Regions from separate parts of the Capra hircus genome. Here region 1 is linked to region 2. Evidence: chromatin contacts called from public Hi-C data. All regions are on one chromosome and are shown on one strand. The core of a region is the stretch at or near the end of the contact, and the rest is flanking DNA. Distances in the headings are between cores, read along the strand shown. Region 1 overlaps PTPRE (receptor-type tyrosine-protein phosphatase epsilon). Region 2 overlaps PTPRE (receptor-type tyrosine-protein phosphatase epsilon).

Region 1 (4,622 bases), core at 2,043-4,542, 34 kb after region 2:
CTCCAGTCCTCTTGCCTGGAGAATCCCAGGGACGGGGGAGCCTGGTGGGCTGCCGTCTATGGGGTCGCACAGAGTTGGACACAACTGAAGCGACTCAGAAGCAGCGGCAGCAGGACTGGGGAGCCAGTCATCCTGGTGGTGCCCCTGGTGCCACCTCCAGGTGCATCAACACCACTGAGACATTTCTTCCCTACTTTTGGGCAAAGTGTGCTCTGCTGGGTTGAAATGTTTTGCTAAATGATCCTGCAGGTGCTGAGCCCTGGGCCAGCAGAGGCCAGCTTCTCTCTGCCTGGCCCAGGGAAGCACTGTCCCGAGGGTCCCAGGCTGCAGCACTTGCCAGTGACCCGGTACCCAGAGGAACAGCTTGGAACAAGGCAGCGTGGTGAATGCAGCTTCTATTTGCTGCCATTTCTGGTCTTCCTTTTCTTTTCTGTGGCTGTGGATTTCTCTGGAGTTTCAACATGAAGACTGTGCTGCTAGCTGCCAAAGATGGTCAGGCGCCTGGAACTGCTCTCCTGGCTGGAGACCTAGGTCAGCAGGGAACCTCTATTCTCCCCGCTCTCAGGGGCCTTTGTAGGAGGTTTGTTCAAAGTCAGGAAATCACATGTGGCCCTCAGGCTGGATGGGGCTTGAGCTCCTGAACCCAGGCTGAACAGTACCAACTCTAATCACCTTGGTGTACCTCTTTCTGGAGGGAAGTTGATAATTTTTGTTTTCCCGAAGGCTTGCCATGACCAAGTTGTGATGCTTAATTTCATGGGTCAACTTGACTGGCCACAGAGTGCTCAGATAATTGGTCAATATATCTGAGTAATCTGGGTGTTTCCAGAGGGATGCTGTTTGGATGAGAATCAACGTCTGAGAAAAGCAGACTGCCCTCCTCATGGTGGGTGGGCCACATCTGATCAGTTGAAGGTCTGGACAGAACAAAAAGCCGGAGCCTCCCCGTGAGTAAGAGGGAATTCTTCCTGCCTGACTGCCTTCCAATTGGGGCATCACGCCTTCTGCTTCTAGAGCAGCCTGCCAGTCTCTGGACTGAAACTAGGGCACTGGCTCTGCAGATTTTGGACTTACCAGCCTCCACAATCGAGTGAGCCAGTTCCTTGTAACAAGTATAGGTATAGACATAAGTATACATCTTGTGGACTCCATTTTTCTGAAGAACCCTGACCCATATACCAAGTGACACCCTATCGCAGAAGTCCTGGAGCGTCACGTCTGGGAGTCTCGGGGGAAGGACGAGGTGGGGCTGGAGCAGCCGGATGGGACTGACAACAGCCCCAGGGGTAGGGGGAGGGGGTCCAGCCCCCCACTGGTTACAGGCTCCTGCTGAGCCCGCCACGGGCAGGAGCCAGCAGACACAGACAGGCCTACAAGTCTACCCGGGAGGCGTGGGGTGCCCAGGATGTCCCCATCAGCTCCTTGGGGGCTCAGAACTCACCCAGCGGGATCTCTGTCTGTGTCAGGCACACGTCCAAGAAGGAGATGCTAGAAGATGCTGGACCGCCAGCTCTCTGGGCGGTGAGAGTCTGGCCAGGGAACAGGCCGCCTACAGCACACTCTTCTGCTACAAACAGCCAACACTGAGGAGTCCTCTACACCCCAGCACAGTTGTCTGTCTTACTCCGCTCAGCACTGGCTGAAGTGGGTACTATCATCACATCTTGCAAATGGGGACAAGGAGGCACAAGGCGGTGCAGCGACTTACTCAAGGCCGAGGCCACTCAGCTGCTCGGCGGCAGAGCTAGGTGTGAACACAGGCAGGCGACTCAGCAGCGTTTGTTCTTGCTTCTCTTCTCTCCTTCCCTCCTTTTCTTTTAACTTTGTGTGGCATTTACTTTGTCTTATGGAGGTGAAATTTACCAGCTATAAAACACTCGTTCGGAGCACGAAATTTACCAGCTATAACACACCCGTTCTGAGCACGCAATTCAAGGTGTTTTAGTAAATTCACAGCCGTGCAGCCATCGCCACCATCCAGCCTTAGAACTTCACCAACCCACTGAGATCACTCCTGCCCATCTGTGGTCAGCCCCCGGCCCCTGCCACCCCTCCCCAGCCTCCAAGCCCCAGTCAGCCACTCGTACACAGCTGCCTGCAGTGATCAGCCTGTGCGGGCATTTCGTTCATGTGGGACTGTATGACGTGTGCTCTTCTTTCCCGTCTGGGCACCGAGCACGCTTCTCTTGCCACATGTATCCAACATTTTTTTCCCTTTCCTCCTTCCTAACTCCCAGCGTATGAAATCAGTGACAGGCTAGAGTAAGAACCCCCGTGGGTCTGCCTCCAGACTTTCTTGGATCAACCCTGTGGGTCCACAGCCCTGCCCACCTCCTGCCCAGCCACCCACTCTTTTCCAGGTCACCCCTAGACACCCCATCCCTTTCTAATGCACACTCAAGTATGCGTCTCTGAAAGGTACAGATGCTTTGCTGTTCAATCGCTAAGTCGTATTCGACTCTTTGTGACTCTATGAACTGTAGCATGCCAGGCCTCCCTGTCCATCACCAACTCCTGGAGTTTATTCAGACTCATGTCCATCGAGTTGGTGATGCCATCCAACCATCTCACCCTCTGTCGCCCCCTTCTCCTCCTGCCTTCTGTCTTTCCCAGCATCAGGGTCTTTTCCAATGAGTTGGCTCTTTGCATCAGGTGGCCAAAGGATTGGAGCTTCAACATCAGTCCTTCCAATGAATATTCAGGGTTAATTTCCTTTAGGATTGACTGGTTTGATCGCCTTGCTGTCCAAGGGACTCTCAAGAGTCTTCTCCAGCACCACAGTTTGAAAGCATCAATTCTTCGGCACTCAGCCTTCTTCACGGTCCAGCTCTCGCATCAGTACATGACTACTGGCAAAACCACAGCTTGGACTATCTGGACCTTTGTCTCTTATTTTCTTTTAAATAAACACAACTACTATACCAATATCTCATCATCCAAAATACTAACTTCTTAGGGAATGCCAGCGTTTAGATACCTGCTGTGGACTCATCAGTGTTTGCTCAGGATTAGTCTGAATTGGGTCCCGCACAGTCGAGTGTTTCTCCTGTTCCCACCGGAGCTGATCTGACTCTCAGCCCGGGGCTATGTCTGCTGCCTTCTGAGTGCCCAGCTTTGCTCCAGTCAGATCCTGGGTACCTGTTCCTAGCCAGCTTGATTTACAGACTTGCAATGTCAGAAGCAGGCTGAGGAAGCCACTCACCTGCCCATCACCTCGCAAGCTCATCAGGAGGAGGGGCAGGGCGCCGTGGGAGTGGGAGGGCAGCGGGGAAGAGGCGGCGGGGTCTTACCTGCAGTTGTGGAGGTCCAGTTGCTCTGAGCGGCGGTGGCAGTGGTGGTCTCGTTGCCCTTGAGAGCCTTGGCGAGGGGCAGGCTAACACCGGCCAGCAGGAACGGACAGAAGGGCTCCATAGCGAGCCTGGAAGAGGCAGGAGGGGTTCAGAGGACTCACCACTGCCCACCTGGGGCTGGCCAGCCTCCACAAGGCGGGAAACTGAAGGAAGACACAGAGGGATCCAGGAAAAAAAAAAGGTGGGCTGGGGATCAGGGTGGCCTGGGGGTGCTTTGGGAGAGGTCTGTCTAGCAGGAGAGGTCTGTGTACTGGCACGATTTCCACCTGCACTCGGGAATTAATTTCAACTTAGAACAAGCCTGGTTAGGAACTCCGTAACTACCCTTAGGTTATAGACGCTCCTGCTGTTCAGGTTAATTTCCTTTTTTGTTTGTCTATTTTAAGGGGGAGAGAGGAAACAAACAAGAACTTGGACGTGCCTGGGGAGAAAAAACTCTGAGAACAACACGCCATCTGGGATTCTGAGCGGCAGCTTCACAGCCCTTCAAAGAGGTGGCTCAGCCTGGCTTCTGGATTGCCGCCGACGGTAACTTGCCGAACATGTAGGAGCAGTTCGCTGCCCGCCGGCACGCGGCGGAGCGTTCCTGTGCTGCCTCACGGCAGCATCACTGCCCTCAGGAAGGATCGCGGGCTCAGGGAGGAGCGGGTTGATCAGCCTGTGGTCACAGGACCGGGGGGTCGGGGGATCGGCCACCTGCATAGGACCCACCTCTGCTGTCCCCGTGGTCACGACCACAGCCACAGCCTGGCCTTATGCCCAGGTGCTGGCCTGGATTGCCTCCCACCCGAGCTACAGGAAAAGGTTCCTGAATACTTCCAGCCCCCGGTCATCCACTGGTCCCCACTCCAGAGCCTCACTAATTGTCATAAAGCCCAGCTCTGCCCCCTCACTGGTGAGGCGGGAGCGGTGACACGGGGAGGAGGTTCTGGTGTCCTGTCGCGGCTCCTCTCAGCCGAGCACTTGGCCTGCAGTGTTCATGCATCATCTCATCTAAGCTGCTCAACTCCTGGCTGACAGCCTTGCGTCTGGCTCTGCTCGGGTCTGAGCTCTCAGGGGAAGCAGAGGGAAGCCCCCGCCTGGGGCAGGGGGCGATCAGCTCATCTGGCAGAGCCACTTGGGCACTTTGGGGCAGAGGAAAGTATCTATTGGGTGGATGGGTGGATGCACTGGGCAAGCCTGGACCATGATGTGGCTCAACAGAGGAAAAGGCTCTTTGGCCCATGAGACCTGCAGGATGTTGCAGTTTGCCAAGACACCACAGGCCCTTGG
Region 2 (4,028 bases), core at 1,424-3,923:
ACTTGGGGAACTCCAACAGACATTGAGAGAGTAAAAAGACAAGGCATCAGCTGAGATGAGATACTTGCAATACTTAAAAGCAACAAGGAATCAGTACCAAGAATATATAAAGAAATCCTCCAAATCAACAAGAAAAGTGCAAACAACCCACAAGAAGAATGAGGGAAAGGCATGAACAGGCACTCTGCACAAGAGGAAACATGTCATCCTCTATAAATACACAAAGTGATGCCTGCCCTCAGAGGGGTCAGGGAGATGCAAATGAAGGCCACAAAGAGATGATATTTATGCCTATTTAATTAACAAAAATGAGGGTGCCAGACAATCCTGGGGATGTAGAAGAATGACGTTCATCCAGGGTCTGCTTTGAAAACCATAACTACTTTGGAAAGTCGTTAGGAACTGCCCTGCCAATTCGAACGTTCACACCCTCTCCAACGTGGCATTTTTGTCTCTGAACCGTACAATTCCACATGCATCATGAGACACATACAAGAAAGTAACCACAGCACTGTAAAACAACAAAAGGAAATCAACCCAAATGCCCAGGACAGAAGGAGGGGCAAGTCAGTGGATGCAGGATGTACAGTTTGTGTCATGGAGCATAAGGAAATGATGATGAATGAGCCACAGTTACAGGCAGCAACACAGCAAAATATCGAATGCATATCTTCAAGTGGAAAAGTCAAGTCTCAGAAGACTGTATACCTTGTGTGAAAGCCACTCAGTTGTGTCTGACTCCTTGTGACTCATGCAGTGTACAGTCTGTAGAATTCTCCAGGCCAGAATATTGGAGTGGGTAGCCGTTCCCTTCTCCAGGGGATCTTCCCAACCCAAGGATCGAACCCAGGTCCTCCTGCATTGCAGGTGGATTCTTTACCGGCTGAGCCACCAGGGAAGCCCCTTTGTATACCTTAATGGTGCCCTCTTAATATGAAGTTGAAAAGCAGACAGAACTAAACAGTAGCTTCTTTAGGAATATATATACTCGATAAAAAAAGATTTCTTAAAAAGCTAAGAAAACATTCATTAGGATGGCTTAATTAAAAAGATGATTGTCAGTGTTGATGAGGATGGGGAGAAACGGGAACACTCGTACATTACTGGTGGGGAGCTGCTTGAACAGTTAAGTGATACGAGTTTGCAATATAGTTATGACAGGCCCCAGCAGTTCCAGCCCTAGGCATCTACCTAAGAGAAATAAAAATATGTGTCCACGTAAAAACTTGTCCATGAGTGTTCAAAACAGTATTCGTAACAGCCCAAAGTGAAACAACCCAAATGTCCAAACACTAATGAAGGAAAACACAGAATTTAGGGCCATACTATTAAAAAAAAAAAGAGTGAGGAACTGATTCATGAATGAGCCTTATAAACACGCTCAGTGAAAGTGCTCAATCATAAAAAAAAGGTGGCATGATTCCATTTATATGAAATATCCAGAGGAGGCAACTTCATAGTCAGAAAGTAACTAACCTGTGGTTGCAGGGATTGTGAGGAGGGAGTAGGCAGTGATCATTCGTGGGTGTGGGGTTTCTTTTCAGGTGATGAAAACGATCTGAATTAGTGATGCTGTACAACTCTGTGAGTAGGCTAAAACCCACGGAACCAGACCTTTTAGAAAGAGGAACTGCGTGATATGTGTGTTATGTCCCAATAAAACTGTTTTTAAAAAGCAAAGAAGTCAAACTCCACAAATTCAGGGTAGTGGATACCTCTTGGGAAAACACCTAGGTAAGTAAGTATATGTTATCAGCCAAAGTTTGGTTTTTCGATTGGATGATGGGCTCAAAAGTGTTTATGATGCTATTAAATAAAAATAAGAAGATTATGTGCCTCTAGATGGATCTCTGGGAGAAAAGAAACATTTAATCCATTCACTTCTACCAGGACTATATTAATTAGGCACACATTTCAATACCTCCATCTTTTGCCCCAAGAAAAGTGAATAAAGGTCTTTTCCTTCAACAGGTTGTGATCAAATATGTATTTGTGGCAAACACAAAATGGCAGAAATTCAAGGCAGGTTAAATGTGGCTCAGACGGTAAAGTGTCTGCCTACGGTGCATTAGACCAGGGTTCTATCCCCGGGTCAGGAAGATCCCCTGGAGAAGGAAATGGCACCCCACTGCAGTACTCTTGCTTGGAAAATCCCATGGACAGAGGAACCTGGTAGCAGTCCATGGGGTCACAAAGAGTCGGACATGCCTGAGCGACTTCACTTTAAATAAAATGTAAGCTAAGAGCAACAGCCAATGGGTAGTTACAATGAACTGGAGTGGCGGGGGGAGTTGAAATAAAACCTTTTTCATTTGCAGCCTCTCTCCCTCCTCAGTAGCTGTGGCCTGGCCTCACAGCTGATGGCAGGTGAGGTGTTCCCAAGGGACAGGCAGTCCATCGGGTGGGCTGCACCCGGTGGGTGTGAGCGGCCCTGGAGGCCGCTGGGGTGGGGGGCGGGCTGACCTGCTCTCTCTCCTGCACCTCGGTCAGCATCACGATCGTGTGGCACTTCCACTCCCAGACCATCCTCCAGAAGTCCTCCACGGTGTGCGCCAGGGGCCCCTGGGTGGCGATGAAGTAGTCCTTCTGCCGGTAGCCCTTCAAATGGGAGCAGAGGTTCAAGTCTGGCTTCCCCCCGCCGCTCTCCCATGCTGGGACACGTGGCTTTAGGACAGCCCAGGGCCGCAGGAGGGACGGCATTCAGTCTTCCGGGGCCTGAGCCAAGCCCCAGATGGCACACGCCCAGAAAACAGGTCAAGGGGCCCCTTCACCTCTGTACCAGGTAAGAGGACCCTTGCTTGGACTGGCTTTGATTCTATTAAGAATGCGTCTGTACGTGTCACAGCTAACAGCATCGAGGCAGGGCAGAGAGGGTGCAGAGTTAGAGGAAGTGAGTTAATTCCCCGGTCCTGGCTTGGGGCCTGCGTGACCCCCCTCCAGCACAGCGTTCTCTCGTCTGTGAACCAGAATCCACACATGGACTTGACTGCAATGCTGTCTCCTGCCCATTCAGCTCTGCTGTGCACAAGGCAGCCTGTGACGGGGCCTGAACCGGACTGTGGTCACAGGACAGAAAGCTCAGGGACAGAGGGCTAGAGTTTAACAGCGAAGCAAAAGAGAAGTTACGATGTATTTAAAGGCAGAATGGAAAAGCAGCCAATTATTTAAAAGTGCACGTACATCCTCTATATCAGAGTTCCTTATTTTTTTTTTTTTTCAGCAAGTGTTTGCTTATGAACTGGTTTGGCTTCCTGGGGGCGTGTCCACCCTTTCTGATTGTGAAAGCAAGTAGGTGAAGAGACTGTGATCACAGGGAAAGGGAGCTATCATCCCCACCAGGCACACAGGCCCGGCGGGTGCCCGGCACTTACGTCTATAAAGGATGCGTTGATGTAGTCCGTGTACTCCTGGCCCCTCTTCATGGAGAGAATCACTCGGTTGAAGTCGTCTGTAAAGCAGTGCATCCCGTGGGTCAGAAGCGACCCCATCCTGCCTGGCAAACTTGAACTCGCTGTTAGGAGCTTCCGAGACAAAGCTTATGGATAATATCACTAAATACAGTCAACCCCTTGGAAGGTTTCCTTCCTAAACTAGGTTCCTTCAAGTGGCCAGGGGAAGCTGTGATTTGTGAGGAAAGTTCTCAAATAACTGACTCATTGTCTTCATCGGTCATAAATTGAGGTGCTGGGCTGTACTTGGTCACTCAGTCATGTCTGACTCTTTGAAACCCCGTGGACTGTAGCCCGCCAGGCTCCACTGTCCTTGGGGATTCCCCGGGCAAGAATACTGGAGCGGGTAGCCTATCCCTTCTCCAGGGGATCCTCCCGATCAAGGAATCGAACCTGGGTCTCCTGCATGGCAGGAAGATTCTTTACCAGCTGAGTTCCCAGGGAAGCCTAAATTGAAGCCATTCATACCGAAACGTAAACATTAAAGTAAATTTAAGGTGTCAAAGGAGTGTGGCCGGCCAGGCAACGTGGCATAGCCTGCCGGAGGCATCACAGCCACAGAGCCTCCAGGGTCTGAGG

The links. A called contact is a pair of places that touch in the nucleus more often than the background predicts.
Region 1: a Hi-C map of blood shows a contact between it and region 2, with 2.0 times the contacts expected there. The contact joins two enhancer-like sites. A contact is called at or near these places in 2 of 5 Hi-C or Micro-C datasets (both in blood).

The regions. Positions count from the first base shown.
Region 1 is chr26:4,588,064-4,592,685 of ARS1.2, forward strand. PTPRE (receptor-type tyrosine-protein phosphatase epsilon) reads right to left here. Exons shown (of 21, transcript XM_018041550.1): 3 at 3,291-3,418. The coding sequence starts at 3,411. Among named protein-coding and RNA genes, the nearest start is that of MKI67, 80 kb to the left of the region's middle. Within about 2 kb of position 3,293, at least 1 of the 5 cell types and tissues checked has an H3K27ac peak or open chromatin away from gene starts, as enhancers often do.
Region 2 is chr26:4,554,823-4,558,850 of ARS1.2, forward strand. It overlaps PTPRE (receptor-type tyrosine-protein phosphatase epsilon), which reads right to left. Exons shown (of 21, transcript XM_018041550.1): 16 at 3,372-3,448; 17 at 2,464-2,598. Among named protein-coding and RNA genes, the nearest start is that of MKI67, 46 kb to the left of the region's middle. Within about 2 kb of position 2,674, at least 1 of the 5 cell types and tissues checked has an H3K27ac peak or open chromatin away from gene starts, as enhancers often do.